Linked DNA regions of Sus scrofa: region 1 is linked to region 2. A link is a contact called in public promoter capture Hi-C data. All regions are on one chromosome and are shown on one strand. Each heading gives the region's core, a stretch centred on a gene start, on an enhancer-like site or on the middle of the called end of the contact. The rest is flanking DNA. Distances are from core to core; before and after follow the strand shown.

Evidence for each region. Promoter capture Hi-C pulls out the DNA fragments that hold promoters and counts their contacts.
Region 1: a contact with region 2 is called in a promoter capture Hi-C map of liver, with 2.5 times the contacts expected there. The contact joins two enhancer-like sites. A contact is called at or near these places in 1 of 5 promoter capture datasets (liver) and 3 of 47 Hi-C or Micro-C datasets (liver and skeletal muscle).

The regions. Positions count from the first base shown.
Region 1 is chr9:93,067,539-93,073,792 of Sscrofa11.1, reverse strand. All of the region lies in intron 3 of ABCB1 (ATP-binding cassette, sub-family B (MDR/TAP), member 1), which reads right to left. Among named protein-coding and RNA genes, the nearest start is that of ABCB1, 20 kb to the right of the region's middle. Within about 2 kb of position 2,257, at least 10 of the 83 cell types and tissues checked have an H3K27ac peak or open chromatin away from gene starts, as enhancers often do. A contact at or near this core is called in liver, where this site is marked.
Region 2 is chr9:92,999,682-93,006,002 of Sscrofa11.1, reverse strand. No RefSeq gene overlaps it. Among named protein-coding and RNA genes, the nearest start is that of ABCB1, 48 kb to the left of the region's middle. Within about 2 kb of position 4,687, at least 2 of the 83 cell types and tissues checked have an H3K27ac peak or open chromatin away from gene starts, as enhancers often do. A contact at or near this core is called in liver, where this site is marked.

The DNA.
Region 1 (6,254 bases), core at 1,008-3,507, 70 kb before region 2:
CACAACACTAGAGAAAATGACACACAATTCAATGTTAGAATAGACTGGAATAGTTTATATCCATCTCCTCCTCCTACTAGTGTGAGTGCCTAGAGAGCTGGACACGTCCTAGTTAACCTTATACCCTTCGTGCACACCCTGCCCTGCCATACCTGACCCTACGCCAAAGATCTACAGGGCTTCACAGAACAGCCACACATGGAGACCATTTATGAAAGGATTCCAACCAATGAGTCTCCTATTTTGTATCTAAGTGTTTCATATATTGTAGGATTAAACAGCAGTACTTCAGACCACCACGTTATTAGCTGGGGTAAGAAAAGCCTTTTCTGCCTTTTTTTTTTTTTTTTTTTAAGGGCCACCCCATGACATATGGAGGTTCCCGGGCTAGGGGTCAAAGAGCAGCTGTAGCCACTGGCCTACATCACAGCAACACCAGATCCAAGCTGCGTCTTCAACCTACACCAGAGCTCATGGCAACGCTGGATCCTTAACCCACTGAGTGAGGCCAGGGATCAAACCAGCATCCTCAAGGATTCTAGTCAGATTCGTTTACTCTGAGCCATGATGGGAACTCCTAGAAAAGCCTTTTCTAAAACCAAGCAAGACTTCTAAGAAATCTACAACAAAACAGTGCCCATCACCACAATGAGAGATTCCATACCATTTAGAGATCACATTACATTTTTCTCTGACCCAAATATCTAAGTTTAGCAGTTTTACCTACTAAACATTTAAGAATACTAGGAATTAAAAGCCTGTGACATGGATACTTTTGTGATTTCCTAATTATATATTATATTATAAAGGTGGTTTTTAACCATCTTTCACACCAGGCATCGTTCTAGATATCACAGACACAACCTAGAATGAGAGGGTCATTTTATCCAATCTCATTGGATTTATGTGCAAGCTGAAAGTCCTTTCACTTTCAGGCCCCAGACTTCATGTGACAGGGTAGCACTGCTGAAATATTAAGGAACTTCCTTTTTTCCGTTATAATCTTTCTTACCATTTGAGAAGCTGTAATCAATAAGTAAACCAATAAACAAGATAATTTTAGAATAATAACTTTTTCTTAAGAGCCACACTCGTAGCACATGGATGTTTCCAGGGTAAGGGTCAAATTGGACCTGGGACCTATGCCACAGCTCACAGAGACGCTGGATCTTTAACCTACTGGCTGAGGTCACTGACCATTGACAAACCTGTGTTCTCAGGGATACTAGTCAGGTTCATTACCACTAAGCCACAATGGGAACTCCCAGAGTAATAACTCCTAAAATGTAAATAAAGCAGTGGTGCTGAAGTAACTGGGGTGGGTTGGGGACAAAGGTCTTGGTGAGGGAGAAATGAATGCTAAGAAACTGTTAGAGCAACAGGGCAGGTTCTACATGGCCCCAAGCCAGGAGGGAGATGGGAGTCCTCACAGAACAGAGAGGTCATTGTAGGTGGGCTGTACTGAGTAGGCAATGAGCAATTGGACTGACAGGGCAAGAAGGGGCCCTATCCCGTGGGCCACACAGGCCAACAGAAGTCATTTGCATTCACTCCAGGCCACCAGAAGAGATATGACCAGACGTATGCCTATACAAGGAGAAATGGGAGTTCCAGTCCCAGCTGAGTGGTTAACGAAAGCAACTAGTATCCATGGGGACACGGGTTCGATCTCTGGCCTCACTCAGTGGTCAGTGACCTCACTCAGTGGGTTAAGAATCCAGCGTTCCTCTGGCTATGGTGTAGGCTGGAGGCTAAAGCTCCGAATGGACCCCTAGCCTGGGAACCTCCATATGCCGCTGGCACAGCCCTAAAAAAAAAGAGGAGAAGAAATGTATATGGGGGTACAAGAGTGGACGCACAGAGAGGAGTTAGGAAGAGAAGAGGATGGCTCTGGGCACTGGCTGCAACCAGGTCAAGTGTGGTGGCTCCATTTGGAGTGACTTCAGCACTGCTCCAGGTGGGTAGGAGAGGGACACTCAGCAGAGATTCTGGCTCTGGGCTCCCCTCCACCACTTTCAACTAAGAAAGTTGAGCTGTTTTACCCAGTGAGTGTCCAAGAGAGATGTTATTTACAAAGGGGGATTCTCTAAGGAAGTTAGTAAACTTCCTTAATGATCTGCAAGGTCCATTCTAGCTCAAGAACACCATGATTCCAGTTTTTCCAGTCTTCTCATGCAAGAAGCTCCCTCAACCACAAGCAAGAGGAATTTGGACTTTCTGCCAAGACGATCAATCCCTCTGGCACTCGCCTGCCACTCAGTGTGGCTGGGCTTATTGCAGGTGACAGAGATGACTCTGGCAGCCACAATTTTATGTATGCTCTCACATACCTTTGGCCTGAAGAACTGTGCCCCATGGCTGACCTGCCTGGGACACCAATATGCAAATCTATAATACAACACCCTTGGGGAGAGGAAAGACCAAGAGAAAAGTGCTGGCATTTGCTTCAATTTTAGGCAGAGCTTGGAGTTCCCTTGCAGTGTAGCCAATTAAGGTTGCCACTGTAGGGGCTTGGGTCGCTAACCCAGGAACTTCTACACACCATGGGGAACAGCACCCCCCACCCAAAAAAAAAAAGAATTTTAGCCAGAGTATGAAACCCACTAGTACAGTGGAAAAAAAATACTAAAATAAAGGCAGGATCCCTGAAACAGGTACTCAGCTCTCTGTCCCCTATCAATTCCATTGTGGCCACACTGCCTCAAAGTCCTGGGCACTGGTTTCTACATCTATAAAATTGTAGCTTTGGGCCAGATAATTTTCTAGGCTCATTTTCACCTACACAATTCTGTGAGTTGGTCTTTCATTTATTCATTCCACTTCTTAAACACTTAGAATGGGGTCAGTTACTATATATATATAGCTTCCCTTTGTAATATATTGCAGAGATTACACTGTAACTCATCTACTTTTTGCTTCAAGAAGCATTTCCCCAACAGTAATAACAACACAAAATCTGACTATATTACACTACTATTACTCTTCTAGAAAAACTAGTCCTATCTTAAGTTTTAACTCAAACTTAAAAAATAAACTGTCACACTACACAACATAGTTCAAAATATTTTGTCATTATTTGAGACTCAATTTTCCAGAAACTGATTTCTAAGAATTTTTCCAATGAAATGGTTAGCAGCAGAGGAAAGCCTTGAGCAAATGAAAACAGATCCATCATGGAAATGTTTATGAAGTACTTAGTATTAGCTAACATTCTAGTTTGGAGCATACTCATGATGTCGCCCTTGAGGACAGAGATGGCAATGTTTTCACCAAAGTCTTGAAATACACTTTCAAGGTCTGCATATGATTTATACGCTCATAGTTTAAGCAGCAGAATAGACATATTATTTTGAGGACTGGCATTTTACGAATAGTTTTCACGATCCTCATATGAGTATTAGAACAGTGAGAGTAGAAATGGTCAATGATAGAGATAAATTACTTCCACTTTTTCTCTCATTATTATTATTATTATTGTTGCCTTTTAGAGCCACACTATGGCATATGGAAGTTCCCAGGCTAGGGGCTGAATTGGAGCTGTAGCTGCCGGCCTATATCACACCACAGCAATGCCAGATCCAAGCCTTGTCTGCAACATACACCGCAGCTCATGGCAGCGCTGGATCCTTAACCCACTGAGTGAGGCCAGGGATCAAACCCGCATCCTCATGGATGCTAGTTGGATTTGTTTCTGCTGCGCCATGATAGGAACGCCATTCTCTCAATTATTAATCTGACTTGAGTGTATCATTTCCTCCATTCCTGAGCCCACCATCTAGGAGGAGACTAAACAGAACCAATCATGATATAGCTATGGAGAAAGAGAAAAGTCACCTTTGTACATGTACCATACATGGAACCACCTTGTAATCCTCCATGTCTTCCTTTCTCCGTGTCCTTCTGTCTTTTTCATTGCATGGACTTGCATCTGGTCTGCATGGATTCAAATACTGACTAATTACTAATTCTATGACCTCATGCAATTTAAATTTACTCAACTCTCTGGGCCCTGGTTTCCTCGCCTGTATAGATAATAACACTATCAGCCTCATTTGAATCCTTTAGAAATAAAGGAGTTAATACATGTAAAGCACTAAGCACAGTGCAGTGCTTAGCACATATTAAATGTTAAATAAATGTTAGCTTTAGTTATTGGTAGAAATTGAGTCTTTCAGAGTTCCCATTATGGCTCTGTGGAAACAAACCTGACTAGTATCCATAAGGTCACAGGTGTGATCCCTAGCCTCACTCAGTGGGTTAAGGATCCAGCTTTGCTGAGAGATGTGGTGTAGGCCAGCAGCTGCAGCTCTGATTGGACCCCTAGCCCAGGAACTCCCATGTGTCACAGGTTCAGCCCTAAAATTAAAAAAAAATTTTTTTTAAATGTTAAAAAAATTTAGTCTTTTTTCAAGGCTTAGAACTCCCCATTCCTTCTACTTTTCTCCACATCTTAGCCCATGAAATTTATGATCCCTTCAACTCTAATGTCGCCAAGATTCATTCTCATTTCTGAATCATCATTTACACTTGTACCCAACCTGTCACCATTAACACAATACGTCTAAAATCCAATCATCTTTATCCAGGATCATTTTCAGATAGTGAAACATGTACCATACATGGAAGGAATCATAAGTAAGATTCCGAATTCATAGAGTAAGTCAGAAGTTTGGTAGCAGTTAAGCTTTGTTCATACAAGTGGTGTGTGGCAGGACTAGAGAGTTCTTGAGGCCCAAGTCAAGAGAGACTTTAAAGCAAAGGCAAAAATCTAACAACAGGATGAGGACTGATGGGGGCAGGATGTCAGGAGATCATACCCACAACAAAAAGAGCAGGACAAAGGCTGCTGTCTGATAATTAGAGAAAGGCATTAGGAGAAGAGAAAAATAATGAGGGATCTATTATAGCAGAGAAGGATTTGATTTTTCAAAAAGGTTTTAGAACTATCTAGTTAAACACCATACTTAGTGTAAAACTCTCAGGCTTTCTAGAGCCTTATCAAATCTAAGCCTTCTTAAGGAAAACTTCTTGTCCAACAAGGAGGCTCTTGTACCTATTTTCCCACCTCCCCAAGGAGAGGCCATGAAGTTCTACCTGGGGAAGGGCAAAAAGAAGAAAAGTCAGAGTGTCTGAGGCATAGGGATTTGGTCTGCTGGAGATAGTTCTCTTACCACCTTACAGGGGAAGAATCAAATCTTTCCATGCTCTGTGGTAGCTGAGCAAACCTAACATGTACATCTATGTCCATTCTGATCCTACCCACTTTTACGAAGTCCAGACATACACCATGATCCTACAGTGTGTGTGTAGGGGGGGGTGTTACATTAATTATCTGTGTTTACAGAGCTATAACCAACTGCTTGGGAAGGAAAGGATGGATACCTGGCTTCATGTATAGAAATCATGGGAGGCTTCCAAGAGTAGGTGACAACCAAGTCTGATTAGCACAGTACCTCTCTCATGCACAAAATAAACATGTTCTGGGTCACAACTGAAGCTATTTAAAGATAAATACTGGATAAAAAAAATAAAGGTAGGAGTTCCCATTGTGGCTCAGCGGTAATGAAACCAATTAGTATCCATGAGGATGCTGGTTCGATCCCTGGCCTCCTCAGTGGGTTAAGGATCCAGGGTTACCATAAGCTGTGGTGTACGTTGCAGATGTGGCTCAGATCCCACATTGCTGTGGCTGTGGTGTAGGCTGGCAGCTGCAGCTCTGACTCGACCTCTAGCCTGGGAATTTCCATATGCCGCAGATATGGCCCTAAAAACCAATAATAATAATATTAATGGTAATATCTTTCTCTCACCACCACTCCTTTTTGCCACTCCCTTGTTTTATATCCTTTCATGACTTTTCAAAGGCTACATGCAACCTCTACTATAAGTTTTACTCTAGGACACTCATTACCTGGTCATAAACCTACTTGTTTGCTAATTCAGACTTCCTGATGTCCTATAAGATGGTAAGAGAACTAACTGCAAAGAATATTGCCAAATATAGCCTTCATGGGAACCAGAGAATTTAGCAAGTACCAAGCACTTCCTTTTGGTGAATAGTATGAAAGAAAGATGCCAATCCAAATGTGGTATGATGTATTTGGGCAGGTCCCTTTGAATGCCATGCATGAAGGGGCATAATAAATGCAGAATTTTGCTGAGTTGAACACGCTACAAAATTTTCTGGCCCAACTCATGGCCTGAATTCACAGAACAGAAGTAGTCCTGCCTCTGGGTAAAAAATGTGCTCTTCA
Region 2 (6,321 bases), core at 3,438-5,937:
TTCCATCAAACTCCTCTTCATCAGCCACTCAAAATCCGCTAAGAATCGGAGAATGAAGAAACTTTTTTCTCATTTGCAATTGATATCTGTATTTTTTTCTTTTCATTGTGTTAAAATGTGTCTAGCATCTTAAGTGGAATATAGATATTTATAGCAGGACCTATATTCTATAACTTTGAGTGACTTTTTGTTTTCCTAACTTGTACTATGACAGATGTTTTCTCCTAGCAGGAATACCTACCTTGTTGACTGTTATGGCACTTAGAAAGAGTTAAATATTAATATGGAATCCATTTAACTTACCATTTGTGTTTTCTGGGATGCAGCCTTTTGAGGAAGATAGGTTGTCAGAAGGTTTTTCACATCGAAGCAAATCTATTTTTAAGGTAGTAAATAGAACAATAAGCAAGGCTTATTTTTTAAACTTTACATGTATTAATAAGAATTATTTTTTTAAAAAGGGTGTTTTCAAGCAGACTTCAGCATATACAGTGCTTATGCATGTGATGTATTTCATAAAACTCTATGTTAAATTTCACAAGGCAGTGATCTTGTCTGCTTTTTGCTCAGTTGTCTTTTTTCTTTAATTCTTACTTCCTACTGTAACATTTGACACTCAGTAAATACTTACTGAGTTATTACCTTCAGTGGAGGGCACTATTCCTTTTTTTTTTTTTTTTTTTAATGGCTACATGCATGGTTTATGGAAGCTCCTAGGGCAGGGATTGCATCTGAGCCACAGCTGTGAGCTATGCTGCAGCTGCAACAATGCCAGATCTTTTTAACCCACTGAGCTGGGCTGGAGATTGAACCTGGGCTTCCTTAGGGACCTGTACTGCTGCTATCGGATTATTTATTTATTTATTTATTTATTTATTTATTTATTTATTTTTGCTTTTTAGGGCCGCACCTTTGGCATATGGAGGTTCCCAGGCTGGGGGTCTAATCAGAACTGTAGCCAGCCACCAGCCTTGTGCCACAGCCACAGCAACACTGGATCCCAACCCCGTCTGCAACCTACACCACAGGTCATGGTAATGCTGGATCCTTAACCCACTGAGGGAGGCCAGGGATCGAACCCACCACCTCATGGTTCCTAGTTTGATTGGTTAACCATTGAGCCATGACGGGAACTCCTGCTATCGAATTCTTAACCCACTGTGCAACATTCGGAACTACTTATTCCTTTTGCATCTTCGTTTTTGGCATCAGAGGTAGTTCAGAAGAAAGGGACTTGTATTTCAATCTTATTTAAGTTACATTTGAGGTTATGTGACATAACCTCAGTGTCACATCACACTAATTTGTATGGACAGTTGTCTGGGCTAGCTGTATTTTTGTTATTTTTGTCTAATTCTTTTCTACTGTGAAATGAATATAAGTGCTGACTTTAGTTACAATTTTATGTAAGTTTAGTGTTGTGGCTAAAATAATTTCCCAGTTTCTGGCTTAGATCTCAACTTGTGTATTTATTTTTGTGGATAATAGTACTAAGGCTGTTCTTCATGTCTAAATAATTGATGATGCATATAAACTATTACCTGTCTATGGTAATGAGATATATTTGATAGGCTTTGTCAAAAAGGCTTTTACTTTTTGGAAAAGAGTCAACTTAAGGCTCTGTGGATGTTTTAAATAGCCCCACTCAAATTCACCAAAATGAACAGATCAGTGTTTATGCATTTCTGTCCCTTTTCTCTTTCTGAGTTACTAAACCATGGGTATTTCACTCATGTTTCTTAACGAATTTATTTTTTAATTTTCATATGACAGATCAAATGTGATTTGATATTTAAGTTGGGAAGAAGTTGGCTTAGTGGAAGTATTGAGTTAATTTTTTTATCCTTTAACAAGCCATGCAACCTTCCTGTTTTCCAGTTTGTAAAGTAATCTTGGACTAAATCACTGGTAACCTTCAATAACAGCTCTAAAACTAGCAATAGCCTTCAAATAGAATGGATTTGTATTTGGTTTTTAATTTCTCCAAATATGAGTGGGGAAGTGGTAGTAGCTAGCTGAGGCATGTGCATTTTTCTCTAAACAAAAACATTTTGAACTGTGCCTTTCCATACTGTGATTTTCTACTGCTATTCTGAAAAAAAGGGAACAATATAGAAAGCAAAACCAAATTAAACAAACTCCCCCCACTCCCTATCCCTATTTAATGTATCTATTAATACTTAGTAATGCTTTTCATTACCCCTTAAAAAATTTGGCCATACTCTCAGTTTAGGTTTAAAACCTTACTATATAACTACATAATTCTGTAGGTTTAAAAATGCCATTCTACAAGAACAATATTGTAATAGTTTGAACTTTGGAAGTGAGTTATTTGATTAGGTCGGGTAGTCAGGAGTTGAATTTTGGTTTATTATTGTGTATGTGTTTCAGTTTTTTTAAGTGAACATTTGTATATTGTAGACTAAAAACACTTGGATGATACTTATCTCAGCAAATACTTACTGTTTTGTGATATTTTTCACAGATTGTGGCAAAGAGAGAGTAAGTAATTTGAAGTCTCTAAATATTCCACACTCAACTCCAGAGTATTCATAGACTTTGGTTCTGTGTACAACCAGTATTCTCCCTGCATATTCTTTACCATTTAGAAAAATTAAATTGTTAAAGCCTTTCAGGACTCCTTTAACATGCATTTTCATAGAAAATCAGGTCTTAGTCATTTTTTCTATAATTTCAAATTTTCTTACGTTATGGAAAAGCTTGGGAGTTCCCGTCGTGGTGAAGCAGAAACGAATCCGACTAGGAACCATGAGGTTGCGTGTTCGATCTCTGGCCTCACTCACTGGGTTGGGAATCTGGCGTTGCCATGAGCTATGGAGTAAGCTGCAGATGTGGCTCAGACCTGATGTTGCTGTGGCTGTGGTGTAGGCAGGCAGCTGTAGCTCCGATTCAACCCCTGGAAACCTCCCTATGTTCCGGGTGTAGCCCTAATGGAAAAAAAAAAAAAAAAAAAAAAAAAAGAAAAGCAAAAAGCTTACATATTCCTTTGACTTTAGTTCTGTTGACAAGAATTAAAATATGAATCCCCTTTCTGTGAGTTAACATTAGTTTATGAAAAAATAAATTATTAAAATATATGTTTAAATCTATATATGCATAAACATTTAAAAATAATATTTGTTAACCTTTTAAACTAATACTTTAAGAGAAACTCCCCACACAAGGTCATAATTTTCCTATCTTATGGATGGAAAGACTAATAAGATTTAAGGAGAGACCATATGATGAGCTAAGTACAGTGGAGACAAATGTCAATTTTCAAAATTACTTTTAAAAACATTTGCGTAGTTGTTCTTAGTTTTATACAGGTCAAGATGTTATAACTTGAATGCCACTTCACATAACAATAGCACCTCTGTTTCTCAGTGTACCTGGGGAATAAAGGGCTCATATTTTTTATGTAACTAATGTTTGAGTTAAGCTTAAAATTCTCTAATCAGCTGCAGTGCTTTACTCAGCATTTATTGTGCAGTGCAATCTTCTGTGTAACTGAAGCTAATAATGTAAGTGTACAAATTTAAACCACAGTAGACAATATTTTAAACATTTTGGATTAATTGCGTTTTCTTTAAAGGACTATACATTTCCCTACCTTAGTTAAAAAGACTCTAAATAGTATAATATAATCCTTATTGATGATTTTACTTTAGATCTGTATCTATAAATATGCCCTGAGCAGTGGCTGCCTTTGGAAACGGTTCAGGTACCTAGAGCTGTTTGCTACATAGCCCTAGAAGATTGCAGTGTTTGGTGATCTTGGTCTGCCTTTGCATTTGTTGTCTCTTCCTACCAAGTTAGCTGTTATTTCTTAGAGCTGCAGTTGCTGGCCTACGACCACAGCCACAGCAATACAGGATACTTAACCCTCTGAGGCCAGGGATCTAACCCTCATTCTCACAGAGATAGCATTGGGTTCTTAACCCACTGAGCCACAACAAGGATGCCTCCAGGAACCTTTTTTAATCCTCAGGGCACTCCTAGGAGAAGTGATGGCTCTCTTCTTTCCATGTTTCCCAAAAAATCTTGTGTCATGGAAACTACACACATCACTAAACTTATTTCCTGTCTCCTTAAATTGTGAGCTCCTTGTCTTATAATTCTCCTAGTATCTAGTCCGTAGGCACTTAAGAAAATTGTTAAGAGAAAAATAATACAAAATAGAACTTCCTTTTCATGTGAGAGAATTGATGATTTTGAAGAGCAACCAACATTTTTTTCCCCACCATATTCCATCCTTTGAGTATTGTTCTAAATACCTTATTACATTCTTTAGTGATCAAGTAATCCAGTGAGGTGGCTTCTGAAATCCCTTAACTTCCAGCAAGGAAATAAGGGCTTAGAAAAAATAAGCAGCTTGCCCAAACACTCATTTGTGAACAAACAGGCAGCCAGAACAGAAACCCAGGTTTTTTCTGACTGGAGAATCTTCGGGCTTCTCCACATAACAAGTAAGTCAATGAGAGGGAAAACACTCAACTATAGCTGCCTAGTAGAGAAAGCAAGAATGTTGTTTCCAGTTCAAAGGTCACGTTTTCTTGTGACCAAAACTAGCTTTTTTCAAAGAGTCCAGGTGAAAGTATTTCATCATGTATCTTTGCCTCTTGCATATATCTGTAAGCATTCCTGCTTTTCTCTTTGCTATTCTGATTTTCCCAAGTCCAAGGGCACAGGTCTTTCAAACCTTGCTGTTAGAATTTCCACATGGGACAAAGGACAACTGTTACAGAAGGTGCTCCTGAAAATGTTTTGTTTAATCTTTTTTAAGAGCAATAAATTGGGAGTTCCCATCGTGGCCCAGTGGAAACAAATCTGACCAATATCCATGAGGATCCCTAGCCTTGCTCAATGGGTCAGGGATCCAGCATTGCCATGAGCTGTGGTGAAGGTCGCAGGCAGCGGCTCAGATCTGGCATTGCTATGTCTGTGGTGTAGGCCAGCAGCTGTAGGTCCAATTAGACCCCTAGCTTGGGAACTTCCATAAACAGCAGGTGTGGCCCTAAAAAGCAAAACAAAACAACCCCCAATTTTTTTTTAAACAAAGTATTTTTTGGAGTTCCCACTGTGGCTCAGTGGTTAATGAATCTGACTAGGAACCATGAGGTTGCGGGTTTGATCCCTGGCCTCACTCATTGGGTTAAGGATCCGACATTGCCATGAGCTGTGGTGTAGGTTGCAGACACGGCTTGGCTCCAGTGCTGCTGTGGCTCTGGCGCAGGCTGGTGGCTACCACTCCAATTCGACCCCTAGCCTGGGAACCTCCATGTGCTGTGGGAGTGGCCCAAGAAATAGCAAAAAGAGAAAAAAATAAATAAAGGGTTTTTTTGTTTTGTTTTTTTGTTTTTTTGTTTTTTTTGCTTTTTAGGGCCACACCTGCAGCATATGGAGGTTCTCAGGCTAGGGGTCAAATCGAAGCTACAGCTGCCAGTCTATGTCACAGCCATAGTAATGCCAGATCTGACCCACATCTGTGACCTACACCACAGCTCACAGCAACCCTGGATCCTTAACCCTCTGAGGGAGGCCAGGGATCAAACCCGCATCCTCATGGATAGTAGTCAGATTCATTTCTTCTGAGCTTCAATGGGAACTCCTTGTATTTCTTTCTTAGCCTTTTCTTTTTAAATAATTAAAGACTCACAAGAAGTTGCAAAAATTGTAGAGTCCTGTGTACCCTTCATCCAGCTTCCCTGAATGACAGCAGGTAGTAACTATAATACAAATCCAAATCCAGGATGTTAACATTGGTACAATACTATTATGAGACTACTCTAATTTCTTTTTTTTAATTTTATACATTACCATATTTATTTTTTTCTTAATTTTTTAATTAAAATATAGGTTGTGCCAATAAGTTTCTTAACTTTTTTTTTAACAGTTCCCATAAGGCTTTCCCTTTTATTTGATAGAATGGGTAAAGCTGGGTATTAATTTTTATGGTAATGATGAGTTCACCTCTATATTTTTTATGTAAAACTGTATGGTCTTAGATAAAAATACTCTTTTTTTTTTTTGTCTTTTTTGCTATTTCTTGGGCCACTGCTGCGGCATATGGAGGTTCCCAGGCTAGGAGTCGAATTGGAGCTGTAGCCACCAGCCTACACCAGAGCCACAGCAACGCAGGATCCGAGCTGCGTCTGCAACCTACACCACAGCTCAGGGCAACGCCGGATCATTAGCCCACTGAGCAAGGGCAGGGACTGAACCCGCAACCTCATGGTTCCTAGTCGGATTCGTTAACCACTGCGCCACAGCGGGAACTTCCAAGAATACTCTTAATATACCTTACATTAACAAATGATT